Linked DNA regions of Mus musculus: region 1 is linked to region 2. Evidence: chromatin contacts called from public HiChIP or PLAC-seq data. All regions are on one chromosome and are shown on one strand. The core of a region is the stretch at or near the end of the contact, and the rest is flanking DNA. Distances in the headings are between cores, read along the strand shown. Region 1 overlaps Trpm6 (transient receptor potential cation channel, subfamily M, member 6). Region 2 holds the start of Trpm6 (transient receptor potential cation channel, subfamily M, member 6).

Region 1 (7,309 bases), core at 4,255-6,754, 62 kb before region 2:
TCTTGGAATTCACTAACCAATCTGCCAGCCCATCCTCATGATTTCATAGACCAAAGCAAAGGTTTGCCAAACTTGCTTTCTGCCTCATGCTGAAATGACCTGCTAAGTTTTGTTTTAAGCTGTGAAGACTCTGTGGGCTTTACTTCTAACAAAATTGTGTTTTCTGACTCAAATATATTAATCCCCCAAGCATAGAAACACCTGTCAGGTGCACTCTGACAGCACCATGTTAGTTCTACTTCTGGGAAGGCCTCCGAACCCTTCTGCTTGGAAGAACAGTATTCCAGCACAGCAGGATGTAAATAACCTACTTACTTCCAGGAAGAGGTTGGAGCCTGTCATGCTCTATGATTTCAATCCGTTTTCCCATCCACATGGTTCTCTATGGTGTTCCTACAATTCATCCACTTTGGACTGTTCTGACGAGGATACCTAACACTTACTTTGCAAATCTGCTTCATAGGTCAGCATGAATAACTGGACTGTTAGCACCCGAGAATAGTGGTTATTGGAGTTTGGGCACTTCCTACAGCAAGCTGCCTTGTAAGGAACACATGTCTGGGGGAAACATTTAGACTTATCTTTCAATCACTTCCCCCACCCCATCCCCAAACACACAAATGCACACACACATTACAACATGTATATAAAAGGCAAAACTCCATTAAGTTCTCAGAGACAGAATTTCTGGAAGGTAATGTGGGGGGTGGGGGAGCAAACAGCGCTACCTCAGACTCTCTGCTGTAGCCTTCTCATGACCAAGCATTTGTAAGAGCTACTTCCAGAGCTGGGAAAGTGAAGGCAGACTCATCCCACATCTGTTTCATCATTTCCAGATCTGATGTCAAAGGGGATCAAGGGAGAATTTTGGGAAATGATGGCGTTTTCTATGGTGTTTTGTGAAACCTTATGAGATAATTTTTGATTGGCATTTTTCATCTCTCTCTGATCTCACCGATAGAAATTAAAATACAAGTAGCCTCTCCTATCTTACATAAGATTTATTTTGTTGAGTTAGTATATCTACCAAAAATATCTATTTTTTTTATAATAGCCACTCTGTTTAACATATACTAGGTTTTAAACACTGGACAAAGACCAAATAAAATGCAAAGTACAGTCTCGTGTAGGTCTTACCAATAAGGCTTCATTCCCTTCTATTGAGTTTCCCAGACATATATACTTGGAGGTTGACCAGATGGAAAGCTTCACACTTCCGGTCCACAGTTCATGGTATAAATCTTAGACATTGAACTAAGGTATTCCTGCTTACATAACTGAAGAAGCTGAGAACTTAGACCTGATGAATGGTGTGAACAGCTGCTGCAGGAGAGCCTTATGAGGCAGCCATGGAGTCCCAGAAGCAATAAAATTTGCTAATTTTTATTTATTTTCTTGCCTATTATTATTTATTTACTTTGTGGTGCTGAGGACCAAACCCACATCTTTGTGGATGTTGTTCAAACATTCTAAGCTATGCACGCAGCCCCTTAAAGCCTCGTTTCTGTTGGAATTCTCAGAGGCACTGTCATTTGGCACAGGGAGGTGTTGCTTGTATTTGCTTTTAACTCACTGCACCCTCTCCCAGGGACGGCTCTGTGGTGGCAGAGCAGGTACAACCATCCAGTTTTGAAAAGTCACTCTGGCAAAGTGGTTTCCACAGATTCCTAAGAATGAGTGGTCTGTGCTCCTGCAGGAAACTACTGCTTGCCAGAGGCACCCAGCTGGAAACTGAAAAGTACCGACCTTCACACCGCACTGACAACAGGACATAGGGCAAGGGAGTGTACCTTCAGCCAGGAATTTTTTCTCATTTTCAGACGCCCCATCCACATGTCTGTTAGCAGCATTTGGGTACAAGAATGCGACACAAAAGGGCGCAGACCTCCAGAGACCGCCAGTTTCAAGCAGGTGGAATTACTCCAATTCTTGAGCTCATAGGTCAGCAGCTTCATGGCCATCGGCTCGTTCTGCTTGAAGGCTTTCTCTAATACATCCAGGGCGAGCTGGCCAAACTGCCTGGTGACACGGGGGAGGCGAAGAGAGAACACAGGTCGGTCAGAGCCCAAAAAAAAACGTCTTCAGAGATTGACGACGGCACACAGAAAACACCAGCGAACTGATCAAAACAAGACTAGGCTGGATAAGAAACATCAGCATAATCGCTGCCACCAGAAACTAAGGCGGCTGCTCAGAAATGGATCTGTGTCTCATACAGAAGGAAGAGAACTTGTATTTTCCTGGTGGCTCAGAACAGAAGTCAGTGTTTGTGACAGAAGCTATCCCATGCTGTGTGATGTGCTGCATTCAGCCTGGTATACGCAGGTCTACATGAAAAGACCTAATAGAGAAATTCTGACAAAAAACAAAAACAAAACAAAACAAAAACACTGTGTCCAAGAAACATCATGGAACCATATATTTTATTATCATGATCATTATTATCATTATAGTTATTATTGTTATTATTAATAACTAATGATAATTCTATTATTATTATTATCATTTTACAAAACCCTTAAATATTTAACAAGCTAGACCCAGAAACTCTCAGGAGATGTCCTAGGTGGCTTTCTTCTCTGAAAATGCTCTAGTTGGATAACTCAAGCACTACATCAGCTCTGTCCTACACTGCACGTCTCTCTGTTCTCTGTCCCCAGGTCTGTTGCACTTGAGTAATCAGGTTGGTGGAAACAAGTCCACTCCTTTGCATCCCCACCAGTTAGTTACTTTCTGCTTCCCCAGCCTGAAAGACACCTAAGGTAAGCAGCCATCGTAGCAACATGGAAGACATCAGATTCCAAAGAGCTTCAACGTCATTCATTTCAAACTCATCAACTGCGTTAAGGAACTAAAGGCTGGTCTGCACAACTCAAAAGTAGTTATGCATGGGATGCAGATCTCCTATATTACATGAGTTCCTTCCAACCCTTAGGGACCCTTTACTACAAGAAAGCCTGAAGGATGCAGTGTGGTGCTTAACATTGGCTGCTGGGTGAACAAGATTAAGGAAAACCTAAAACTCAACATTATACTTTGTCTGTGGTGGTATTTCCACAGCTTGGCATGAGACTAAGTGGATTATGTGAGAAATATGCCTTTTCAAGTTGGATGGGCACTACCTGGTCTCTCAAGGGTCCCAGAAATGATAAGTACAGAAAATGAATTGGCCTCTGCCCCTGAGAGGTGAGACACCTGTCACCTGCCCTGGACACCATCAGTCCAGGCTCTGAATCCTGAAGATTGCACCACACATAGTGGCGCATCCTCCCCAGTTCACAGGCCTTCAGTGAGGATGCCACCATCGATGCTGCAGTTCTGGAGCCCCTGGACATGGACTTGGCCATGTTCCTGGCATCCCTGGGTCTCCAGGCTCCACAGAGTTGTGTTGGGAGTTCTCCGCTACCATAACCGCTTAAGTCAATTCTCTTACAACCCCCTCCAATAAAACCATTTATATAGCCTACTGGTTCTATTCCTGTAAAGGAGGATGGAGGCAGAGGGCAGAATGCTTGAATAAAATACACAATTCTAAGCAAGTCTATTTATCCTCTGATAAAAATGACAGAGAAAAACATGTTTCTACATTCTCAAAACTGTTGGTGTTTAGTGTGAAGAGAGAAGACCTACTCTGAGTAATTTTTCAACTCTTCTGAAGTGTCATCCACCATGTTGCTCTCCTTGGCTTCCCGGGCCATGGCTCTGTAGAGGATACTAGCAATGACCGCCTTGACTGTGGCCTCCTCTCCATGCTGCCAGAAGAACATGGCCATATTCTGCCTCTTCATGAGCACCGCCCACACCAGAAGGTCATTGTATGGGTAGATAAAGCCAGCAGCCTCGGGTTCCTCTGACAGGCTTTGTCTTTCCTTGGACTTCTTCTTTGATTTTTGAGAGTCCTCAGGCTTCTCCTATTGCAAAGGAAAACAAAGTCCTAAGGACTCAGATGCATGGTGTTCAGCTAAATGTAACACAGCTAAAAGTATCCTAGAGACACTTTTTAAAATAACTGCTACCTATGTTAGAACCCAGCACTGAACAAAAAAGAAAGCAAAAGGAACAAAGAGCCCAGATATCTACCATAGCGGAACAGTTAGTAAAAACTATCCAGTAAGCCTGACCCAGTGTGCCCACTGTCTAAGGGCATACAAAAGTAATCAGCTGGGGATGGAGCTCTGTAGCATGGTGACCAACTGATGTGCACAAAGCCCTGGGCTCAATTCCCAGAAATAAAACAACGAAACAAATAAACAAACCAAACTACATGTTTTATTGAACTACAATGCAGAACTTAGGAGGCCAGGAGGACAGAGTTCAAACCTAATCCTAACTCTGCCGTTAAACCTAGTCTCCAAAGCATGTAGAATGTCATAGGATAAACCAGCCAGCACGGTGTGCACTTCAATGGTAATCTATTTGGGTAAGTAAGAATTATATTTTAAAAGTTCTCTACTTCTCCATTAACAAGGTGATTTGTCATTGTTACTTTGAAGAGTGTCACTGGTGCTTCCAGTCACACATTCAAATGGATCCGTTGGCTTTATTTTATTCTGCAACGTTGTTCCCCCGGCAAGCTCACCCAACAGATCACCCAAATTCCCTGTGTGCCTTTGTACAGCTTCCTTTCTCTGAATCGGTGCCTTGTATAAGGTTTACCACCTTGAGAAATGCAGAACTATTTCTCAGTGACCATGTCATCCACCTCTACCCGCTCACCTTCTCAAGCAAACCAAACGCTCAGCATAAGGCTTCAAAAATAACAGAGGTTTTTAAACAATTCGTTGAAAATTTGAGGCATCCTATCAAAAACTATTAGAGTGCTTCTCCTATCTTTCAATAGATTAAAAAAATAATCTGCTCATTAATGGTAACTAAGGGCCATGCCAACAGCAGTGGAAAGGAAGCGTCTTCCAGCCAACAACTCATGATCTCCATGGAAATACTTAAGCAAAAGCACTCTGCCCCAGAAAAGAGTAGGCTAAAGACCCACAAACAACATCTTTGTTATACTGAAAATTACGATAAAACTAACTTCCAGAAAAACTTTGTTGAGGAAAGGAAGATACAAAAGGACCACCTCCCAAGAACAGAGAGCTACAAAGGGTGTGGAGCTTGAGTGGGGAGGTTAAGAGTGTCATGGCAGGCTAATGAGTACGTAACACCATGGCATACACATCCTGCCTCAGACACCAACTGCACAGGGCAGAGGTGAAAACCAGGAAGAGAACCTGAGAGGCAAGCACAGACTTTCGCTGGGTTGTCAGGGCCCTGTACTGCTGAAGACCAGCAGGATCAGCAGTGATCTTTGTGAATAACATCATGTGTTTATTTATGATGCTGGGGAATGATTCTTCATTGGTACTCCCCTGTCTCCAGTGTCAATAAAGAAGTGATCTCAGTCTGCAAAACCAACTTTGTTTTCAACTCTACCAACAAAGGAGTGTACCTTGGATTTGTAGGGCTGGGCCGTCCTGAAGAACTGGGAGTGCAGTGTGCTTTCAGAAGACTCCTTTCTATTTCTCAGTGAATGTCTCTGATGAAGAGAGTGCTGGGAGAGGCCCTGAGCAAAGCTGCTCACACTCTGGTATATATTGTCATTTTGTTTATTAAAGAAAACAAAAGAGAGATAAACAAAAAAGGTTATTGTAGTGATATCATTTTCTTTCCAGACTACAGTGAAAGATAAATGTATGTCTTCTCAAATACTCAACACATCTGTCTCTTGTCCAGGGTTAATAATTAATGTCTCTGGAGATTACTCACACAATAGCATCTCCCAGTCTCCTTCTGATAAACACTATTTCCCGACATCTGAGAAAGCATACTCTTTTGTTCCATATTACGCATCTGAATTCCTTTCCTATGTGGAAATTCCTTAAGAGTCAATAGATGTTCTAGCCTCGACTCTAGTTCAAAACAGGTAATAAAATTTTATAGTGCTGATAAGAAGAAGTTTCCATTCACAAGGTTAAAATGAAGTTAGAAAGTTCTGGAATTTTTCCAGGTGATATATGATATCGCCATTGCATGGCCATCAAATGAAGCATCAGCAAGGAGAAACAGAAATAAATCGGGACTGATTTAAGAGCCTGGGATACAAACCATAGGTTTTGAAAACCCCTTCACTTTGTGTTCTATGGATAAAAAGTGAACATAGAATAAAGTCAGTACTTCAGAGAAAACACCCAAGTTATTTCATCATTATTGTAATAGAGAATTAACCATATCAACATGCTAATAATCATAGTGAATATTGTTGCTAAGTCACTCAAAGCTTGCTCAAGGATTGGAGGGTTGTTGGTATTCTCACAATTTTATGAACAGGACATTAATATGCCTAGTTCTTAGACAGAAGAGTGGGAACACAGATTATGTTTCATATACCAAGTAAGGAGACAAATAGGAGCCTATGTCAGACCATGCTACTCCACACCATGTAGCTGTTAGCACTATGGTCTGCTTGCAGTATACTCTGACGCATTATTTTTTATCCTTAGGGGAAAGCAACTAGTGAAATGGGACATGTCATATTGATGGGCCACTTACGGAAAGAACAGGAATGGAGCCTCTTAGTAAGCAGGGAAATGGCTTCACCAAGGTCATATGGTGACATTGTCCCCACTGCTGTATAGCAGTGTCACTCTTTTTAAAGGCAGTGGCTGACACTGGGTGTCTTTTAGCCTCCAGAATCTTAGGAGAGGTTAATTCCTCCACAAGATGAGGGTTTCCATGTGTTTTTCATGGTTTGGGGGTTGCTCTGTTCACTTCCTAAACTTAAATGGGGTTATCACTTCCTCCAATTCTTTATAAAGGTCCAAAGTAGCTGGATATCCTTCATGGAACCTCCTCTCAAGCCACATTCCACTCTTATCCCTGTCCACCCACGACAAAGGTCTCAGCGTTGCTGCAGAACCCCACCCTGAGATCTGAACACGGCATTCTCTGTTAGCACTCTTCTCTCAACATCCGCGTCCAGTGATCTTTTTCTGGTGTCTATATCTCTAAAAAGAATGAGGCTCCCGTGGCTACGGGTCTATGATGGCAACTCTGCCTTTGCAATCATGGTACCCCAAAACTATGACAGAAAACATATTCTCATCTGTCAAAGCATTTCTTTTTTAAGCTCATTCCATTTTCATCTTCCAAGATAATCACTTCATCTTTAGCCCAATATTCAGTCTCCAGACTATAGGCCATTGTTAGTTTACATAAGTAAATCTATTAAGTGTTTGACCTTTGACCACTTTGTCTACAAGAGGAAAAGAAAAAAAAAAAAAAAAGAAGCACCTGCTCTCTCGCCAGATTCATC
Region 2 (6,565 bases), core at 792-3,291:
CTACATTCCTGTGTATTCCCAGGTACTGAAAGAGGGCTCATAACATAGTTGACATTTCACAAACATGTGTTGACTGATTAATGTAGAACAGGGATAATCATAGGGAGAAATGCTGTATATATATATATATATATATGTGTGTGTGTGTGTGTGTGTGTGTGTGTGTATACATATATATATATATATGTGTGTGTGTATATATATGTATGTGTATATATATATATACACATACATGGTCTTAACTTGAGCAAGCACCATGTGTATTTGCAAAGATTTTTGCCCCTAGGAACTATTAACATTGTAATGTATACAATCTGGATTCTTTTATGTGAAAAACAAATGTACAAATTAAAATATGGCTTTATATATATAAATAAATGTATATGACATATATATGTTCTAAATATATATCATAAAATATACTATATATTTACATATGAAATAAAATATATATTTATACATAAATATATATTTATAAATATAAAATATCTATCCTAAATATATCTTTAGGATATATATTCATTGTTTTAATTTGTGCATTGTGTATTATATACATACACACACATATATAGATGAAATAAGAAACAACCAAGCAAATTCTCACAAGTTAAATCCAAAATGCTAATCTAGCTAAATATCTAATGCTATATTGGTTGTGGAACAATCCAAAGCAAAGAATAAATTAATGCATCAAAGTCATATGGGAGCCTAAACGGCAGCTCATCAAGTATATAAACTCAATTGTCCTGCTAGCCTGATAACGAAGAATTATCTCCAGGTGTCACAGGGGATAGAGAGAACCAGTTCCTGAAGCTGTCCTCGGCTCTCATGGCATCCCGCGGTAATTCACATGATAGTGCTTACCGGGACAAAGAAACTGAAGACTACATTTTCCCTGAGCAGTTAAGAGTGACGCTGTTATGTAGAACAAACCATCACCAGCACGTGTATGACTAGATGATCCCTGCTCTCTCTATGCCTTGACATGACGTCACATCTCAATTCTACTTTTCTCCCTCAGTTTCATTTTCTCCCCCAAAGGAAGGAGGTTGGGGGAAGAGTGATGCCATTTAAGACACTACAGAATTATTGGCAGGATGAAACAGTTAAGTCAGGCCTGATGATGCAGACCTGTTGTCCCAGCTACTGAAAGACGCTGAACAGGCTGCGAATGTAGCTCCATGGTAGAGAGCTTGGATACTGGAGGTCCTAGGACCAATCCCCAGTACAGGAGGAAAAGGAACGCTCTTGCAACTTTGTCAAACACATTAAACATTATCACATCCCACTTAATCTTCAAATAGTACTTTCCAGTTGCTCCAAATGTGAAAGCTGAAGCAAATAACAAAACTTTCAGGGTTACAGGTGGTGATGGAGCAGAGACGTCAGTTCAAACTGCCTGAGAAGAGACCAAAAAAATGTGTCCTATCAGCCCGCCCGGGTTGAAATGAGCCAATGTGTGTGGCAAGCCTGAACTCTGCCTGCACACTTCGGGAACAATAAATAATACTATTTCTCACACAAAGTGTGGAAGTAAAGAAGAACCCGTAAAGGTGACAGGCAGCTTGTTCCCCGGTTGTCCTATAGGACACCCAGCCAGGCACAGCACCTCAAGCGCTGGGCTAGGCGCTGTCACTCTCCAGGATCTAGGAACCTTGATCCCATGCAGGAGCCCCGCAGTAACAGGGACAGGGGCCAATGCGAACATCTTCAGGCCCAACTTTTTACCTTGACCTGCATTCTCACCACCACAGGAGCCGAAGCGACAGCGAATTCCTCCTCGTCCGGGACACCTCCCAGGACTCGATTCCTCCTGGACTCGGACTCCGGAGTCCGGGACTCACACGCGCGCCCTGCCGCCTCGACCCTGGGTTCGGTTTCCGCTCGGCCCTGACCCAGCTCCAGGCCGGTCCCAACTCCCGGAAGAAAGACTGCGGGTCCTGCCCTTCGGAAGGGTCCACGCGGTTGCCAAAACCTCAGCTACGATAATCATGTTCGGGTGGAGACTAGAGGACTTGAAAGCTAGCATTTCGCAAATCCTACCTATTCGAGATCGCAGTTAGATACGCGTGCGCCTGGCTCCACCCACTGCCACCTGGGGCCCTGGGCCTGACCCCTGTTCATAGGAGAGCACTCAGCTGCAGGTCCGGCTTTCATCCTAGATTTTTCCAGGCCAGCAACCAAAACAATGTCTGAGCTTTTGACTGTGGAATCAATCTGGGCTCCACCTGCACATGGACGCTGTCTTTTACAGCCCTGAGGAGTTTTCACAATGCCTGTTGGGCTCTGTTAACGCCTCTGTAGGAAAGACATGACTCCAAAGAAGTTTGGCTGCTGATCAGGTATGGTCACTGTCATCAGACAAATTTTAGATTCTTGGGTCAGAGCTTTAGGTGAGGAGACGGTCGGTTTACGTTCTCTGTGTTTCTGAAATGCCCATGAGTTGCTGAGCATGACGAGAGACTCTTCCGGGCCTCAGTTTACTTACCTATACAGAGAGAATAATAAAGAAAACCCACCTTTCTCACAGAGACTACACTGAACAAACACAGTGACCTTGCTTTATTTATGAAGTGTCATACGGGGCTGGTGAGATGGCTCAGTGGGTAAGAGCACCCGACTGCTCCTCCTCTGAAGGTCCGGAGTTCAAATCCCAGCAACCACATGGTGGCTCACAACCATCCATAATGAGATCTGACTCCCTCTTCTGGAGTGTCTGAAGACAGCTACAGTGTACTTACATATAATAAATAAATAAGTCTTTAAAAAAAAAAAAAGAAGTATCATACAAACGCTCTCCGTTATTTTGGGGAAGAGCTTTCTCTGACTAGGTAGGCAATCTTGACCAAGACTATGGTCAGTGATTTCCAATGTATCTCTATGTATTGGAAGAGGAGACATATGGGAGACATGATACTCAGGGGATTACACATACTATAATGAACAATACTAGGCATTTATGACTTTAAATTAGTGACACCTACTATTTAGTCCAGTCCAAATTTTTGCCTGGTGAGCTCACACTTGCCGACACAGTTAATAAAATTTGTTTCCTCATTTATTTCTCTGTGTGGTTTCAGTGACTTTTTTTTTTTTTTTTTTGCCTTGTTAGTAAATCAGTATGTTGGTATCTTGATGCTTTGTCTATTAAGAAATGAAAAGTCCTTTCCTCTCGTTTACCTCCTCAAATTGTTAATGATCTATAGACAGGCACAGATGCTCTTATAAGGCAAAGCAGAGTCTTCTGACTTGTTCCTTCAGAGATCATCTCTGTTAACACTCTTCACAGCCCTAAGGCCTGGGAATTCAACCATCAACAGACTCACCCGAAAGACTAAGGATTTGGAATGGCACATGCTGCCGTCTCTCAGTGCCCCATGACTACTATCTTCTGCTTTCATCTCTTCAGATCAAGGTTCAAAACCCTTTGAGCCTAAGGTAACCCAAACTGCTTAGATTTTTCTAATGGGCTAGTTTACAAGATGTTTTGGTTCCAAGCTGTATCAAAAACACTGCAGGCATTGTTACCAGACAGATTCAGTGCCGTGCCTCACTGTACAGCTGGTCAGTTCTCCCCAGAGACAAGGTGTGAAGGCCCGGAACATGACTTTATTAGAAAATCTGAGTCAGCCAGAAGTTGGAGACCACCAGTCACCAAGCCTCTCTTTCAGGAAATTTGACTTAGCAGTGTCATATAGAGCCACCTGTGGGTGGTTTGGGGCTACTGAGTACCTCGTGGATATTGGGTGGAAGCAAAGGATGCACATCTGATTGGAAGGCCCAGTCACAGACATGCTTTTCTGGTCTGTTACTCTCAAAAAACAAAGACCATTATTTCTTTGAGCAATTCTTGCCACTGATTAATGTGGCCATCTGTAGTTATTGCAAAATGGACAAGTAGTGGCTGCCTGAGGTCTTCTTGCTGTTCATAAAACTCATGGCACTGGGAGAAAGGATATCTCACATGGGTTGCAGAACAGTCACCAGGGGTCTGTTCTCAATGCTGGGCTTCACTGGGCAGATCCTCAGACCCTCCCCAGGATCTCAAAGGTAGGGCCCTGGGATCTATGTCATGGGTTGCTCAGTTAGTTGAAAAGATTGTCTATAAAAGTTTTCCAGCCACAAACACATCTCTAGCTATGAATGTTCATTCTACAGAATGTTCGTTACGTGTCTAGGGTAGACTGAATCAGACCAGCAATTAGTCATGCAGCACAGATTGTTTGTCAAACCACACTGGGTGCCACAAAAGTCAAAGGTGAACAAGATACCACTCACCTTCAAAGAGCTCAAGTCTGTAGGAGGGTGGGCGAGCAGTCAAAACTGCAAAGTGCTCCTGCTGCACCATCCACAAGCCCCGGCAACTTAGAGGACTTTGGTTTCTCCATTGACCATGCCCCCTCCCTCTCTTTCTTCCTCTGTCTCTCTTCTCTAGCTTTTCTTCTCTTCTGTCTGATCTCTTCTTTTACCTTGAAACTTCAATGTTTCAAGCTTTCTAATGAGCATGTGCACACAGAAAGTTCTGATATCTGATCTAACAGGTCTTAAGATGGGGCTCCAACGTTAACCCTTAAGTTAATGAGTTTAGAGTTGAGGTGAACAGCTGTTACACACACAGAGACACACACACACACACACTGGGAAGGGTGGTGCCTCAGGCATGCTTTGTTTTCTTAGTAAGTCCCAAATAATCAAGACCATTAAGGGGTGATTTCTAATATACATATTCAACTCTGAAGGAAAATGATTGTAGGCTTGGATTTGAATTTGGTTTTGGCTTCATTTCCTTTGGTTGGAAGGATGAACTGTTAGAAATTTTCCAAAGTAATATCTCTTCTTCTTTTTGGACAGACTAAAGGGAAAGGAAAAAAAAAAAGCATTAAGTGACTTTTTCTTTGCTCCAGGAAGAGAAAGCACCATGCGTGGGAGTCATCTTGCCCAATTCACTGTGGTTTGCTGTCATGCCTGGCTCAGGTTTCTCACTTTGAGTCATCAATCTTTTCCTCTCAGAAGCACAGAGAATATAAAATAGTAGAGTGAAATTCTGAACGGTACTATAGTCATCTGCCACAAACCTAGTCACAACTACAACAAGCGATTGTACAATTGGGGGAGTTACAGAAGTTTCGGTTATTAAGAGGATCAGTTCAGATGTGGTTTACACCTGCAATCCAAACACATCCAAGGCTGAGGCAGGAGAATATCTGGGTGTTCAAGGCAGGTTAGGCGACAGGGCAAAACCTTGTCTCAGCAAATATGTTGTAAACATTGGAGAAGAGTTAATAATAAAGGATGCGGTTCAGGCTTTTCTGGGTAGCTGGTTTTGTTTTTAGACCTTTGTCCTGGCGTCAACTTTCTTCCGCGTCAACTCAACACAAACTAGTCATGTGGGAGGAGGAAATCTCAATTGAGAAAATGGGCTCAGAAGATCATGCTGTGGGCAAGCGAGCCTATAGAACTTTTTTTAATTAGTGACAGATAAAGCACAGATCATTATGAGTAGGAGCATCCTGGCCTGCTAGTTCTGGATGCTGTAAGAAAGCTAGCTGACAGATGGGGTCCCGAACCCGAGCGGGAAACTGGACATGATGTCCTATCTCTCATCCAAAAGGTTTCTCCCATTGGCAAGTACTTACAAAGGAAAAAAAGAGGGGGGGGAGGGTTTCCACCACTGAAGTCTCACGAAGCATGTAAACCATGATTAGAGCAGGCCCCAAGCCCAGCACTAGATGGCATGGCCAACACCAAACAAACTCAGTTGTCGTTTTGGAGATGTTCTGTCTCATAATGCTTTGTTAGGATGCTTTTCTTCTTTACTTGTCGTTTGGTTTTCTATTATAGTTTTGTGTTTTGAGTGTGTGTGTTTGTGGCTATGTGGCTATGTATGTGTCTCTTTCTGATTGTTTTATACTGAGTTTTTATTGGCCTACTTGTGTGAGAGAGAGAAGGAAGGAAGGAAGGAAGGAAGGAAGGAAGGAAGGAAGGAAGGGAGGGAGGGAGGGAGGGAGGGAGGGAGGGAGGGAGGGAGGAAGGAAGGAAGGAGAGAGAGAGAGAAAGAGAAAGAAAGAAAGGAAGGAAGGAAGGAAGGAAGGAAGGAAGGAAGAAAGAAAGAAAGAAAGAAAGAAAGAAAGAAAGAAAGAAAGAAAGAAAGAAAGAAAGAAAGAAAGAAGAAAAGAAAGAAAGAGTTGGACAAGTGAGGCAACTGAGCAGGGGATTCTGGGAGAAGAGCATCATCAAAATGTATTATATGAAAGAAAATATTTTCAGTTAAACAAAAGCAAGCTGAGCGAGTCCCGAGGAGGGAGCCTTCAGCAGTCCTCTCCACAGCCTCTGCCTCGGGGCCAGGCTCCAGGTTCCTGCCCTGTTTGAGTTTCTGCTCCAACTCCTTTCACTGATGGCTGGGCCGTAAGAATGAGTGAAATAAACCCTCTGCTCCGGGCTGCTCTTGGTCATACTGTTTCATCCCAGCAATAGAAACCCTGAGAAACTTCCTGTTCAAACCGAGAGTGGACCTTAATGCCACCCATTCCTTCTCTCTCTCTCTCTCTCTCTCTCTCTCTCTCTC

Evidence for each region. HiChIP or PLAC-seq counts read pairs in DNA pulled down with a chosen protein or histone mark.
Region 1: a contact with region 2 is called in an H3K27ac HiChIP or PLAC-seq map of extraembryonic endoderm stem cells. The contact joins the enhancer-like site here to the promoter of Trpm6 in region 2. A contact is called at or near these places in 3 of 39 promoter capture datasets (3T3-L1-derived adipocytes, hippocampal neurons and liver), 12 of 484 Hi-C or Micro-C datasets (embryonic stem cells, extraembryonic endoderm stem cells, liver and 4 more), 7 of 115 datasets of contacts at active chromatin or transcription factors (CD8 T cells, differentiating embryonic stem cells, embryonic fibroblasts and 4 more) and 1 of 9 other capture datasets (adipose tissue).

Annotation. Positions count from the first base shown.
Region 1 is chr19:18,809,951-18,817,259 of GRCm38.p6, reverse strand. Trpm6 (transient receptor potential cation channel, subfamily M, member 6) reads right to left here. Exons shown (of 39, transcript NM_153417.2): 15 at 5,447-5,581; 16 at 3,631-3,911; 17 at 1,791-2,019. Among named protein-coding and RNA genes, the nearest start is that of Gm41814, 64 kb to the right of the region's middle. Within about 2 kb of position 5,504, at least 15 of the 459 cell types and tissues checked have an H3K27ac peak or open chromatin away from gene starts, as enhancers often do. A contact at or near this core is called in extraembryonic endoderm stem cells and pancreatic cancer cells, where this site is marked.
Region 2 is chr19:18,745,206-18,751,770 of GRCm38.p6, reverse strand. Trpm6 (transient receptor potential cation channel, subfamily M, member 6) reads right to left here and starts at 2,041. Exons shown (of 39, transcript NM_153417.2): 1 at 1,729-2,041. The coding sequence starts at 1,740. Gm41814 (a long non-coding RNA gene) reads left to right here and starts at 1,996. Exons shown (of 3, transcript XR_877745.3): 1 at 1,996-2,342; 2 at 3,290-3,438.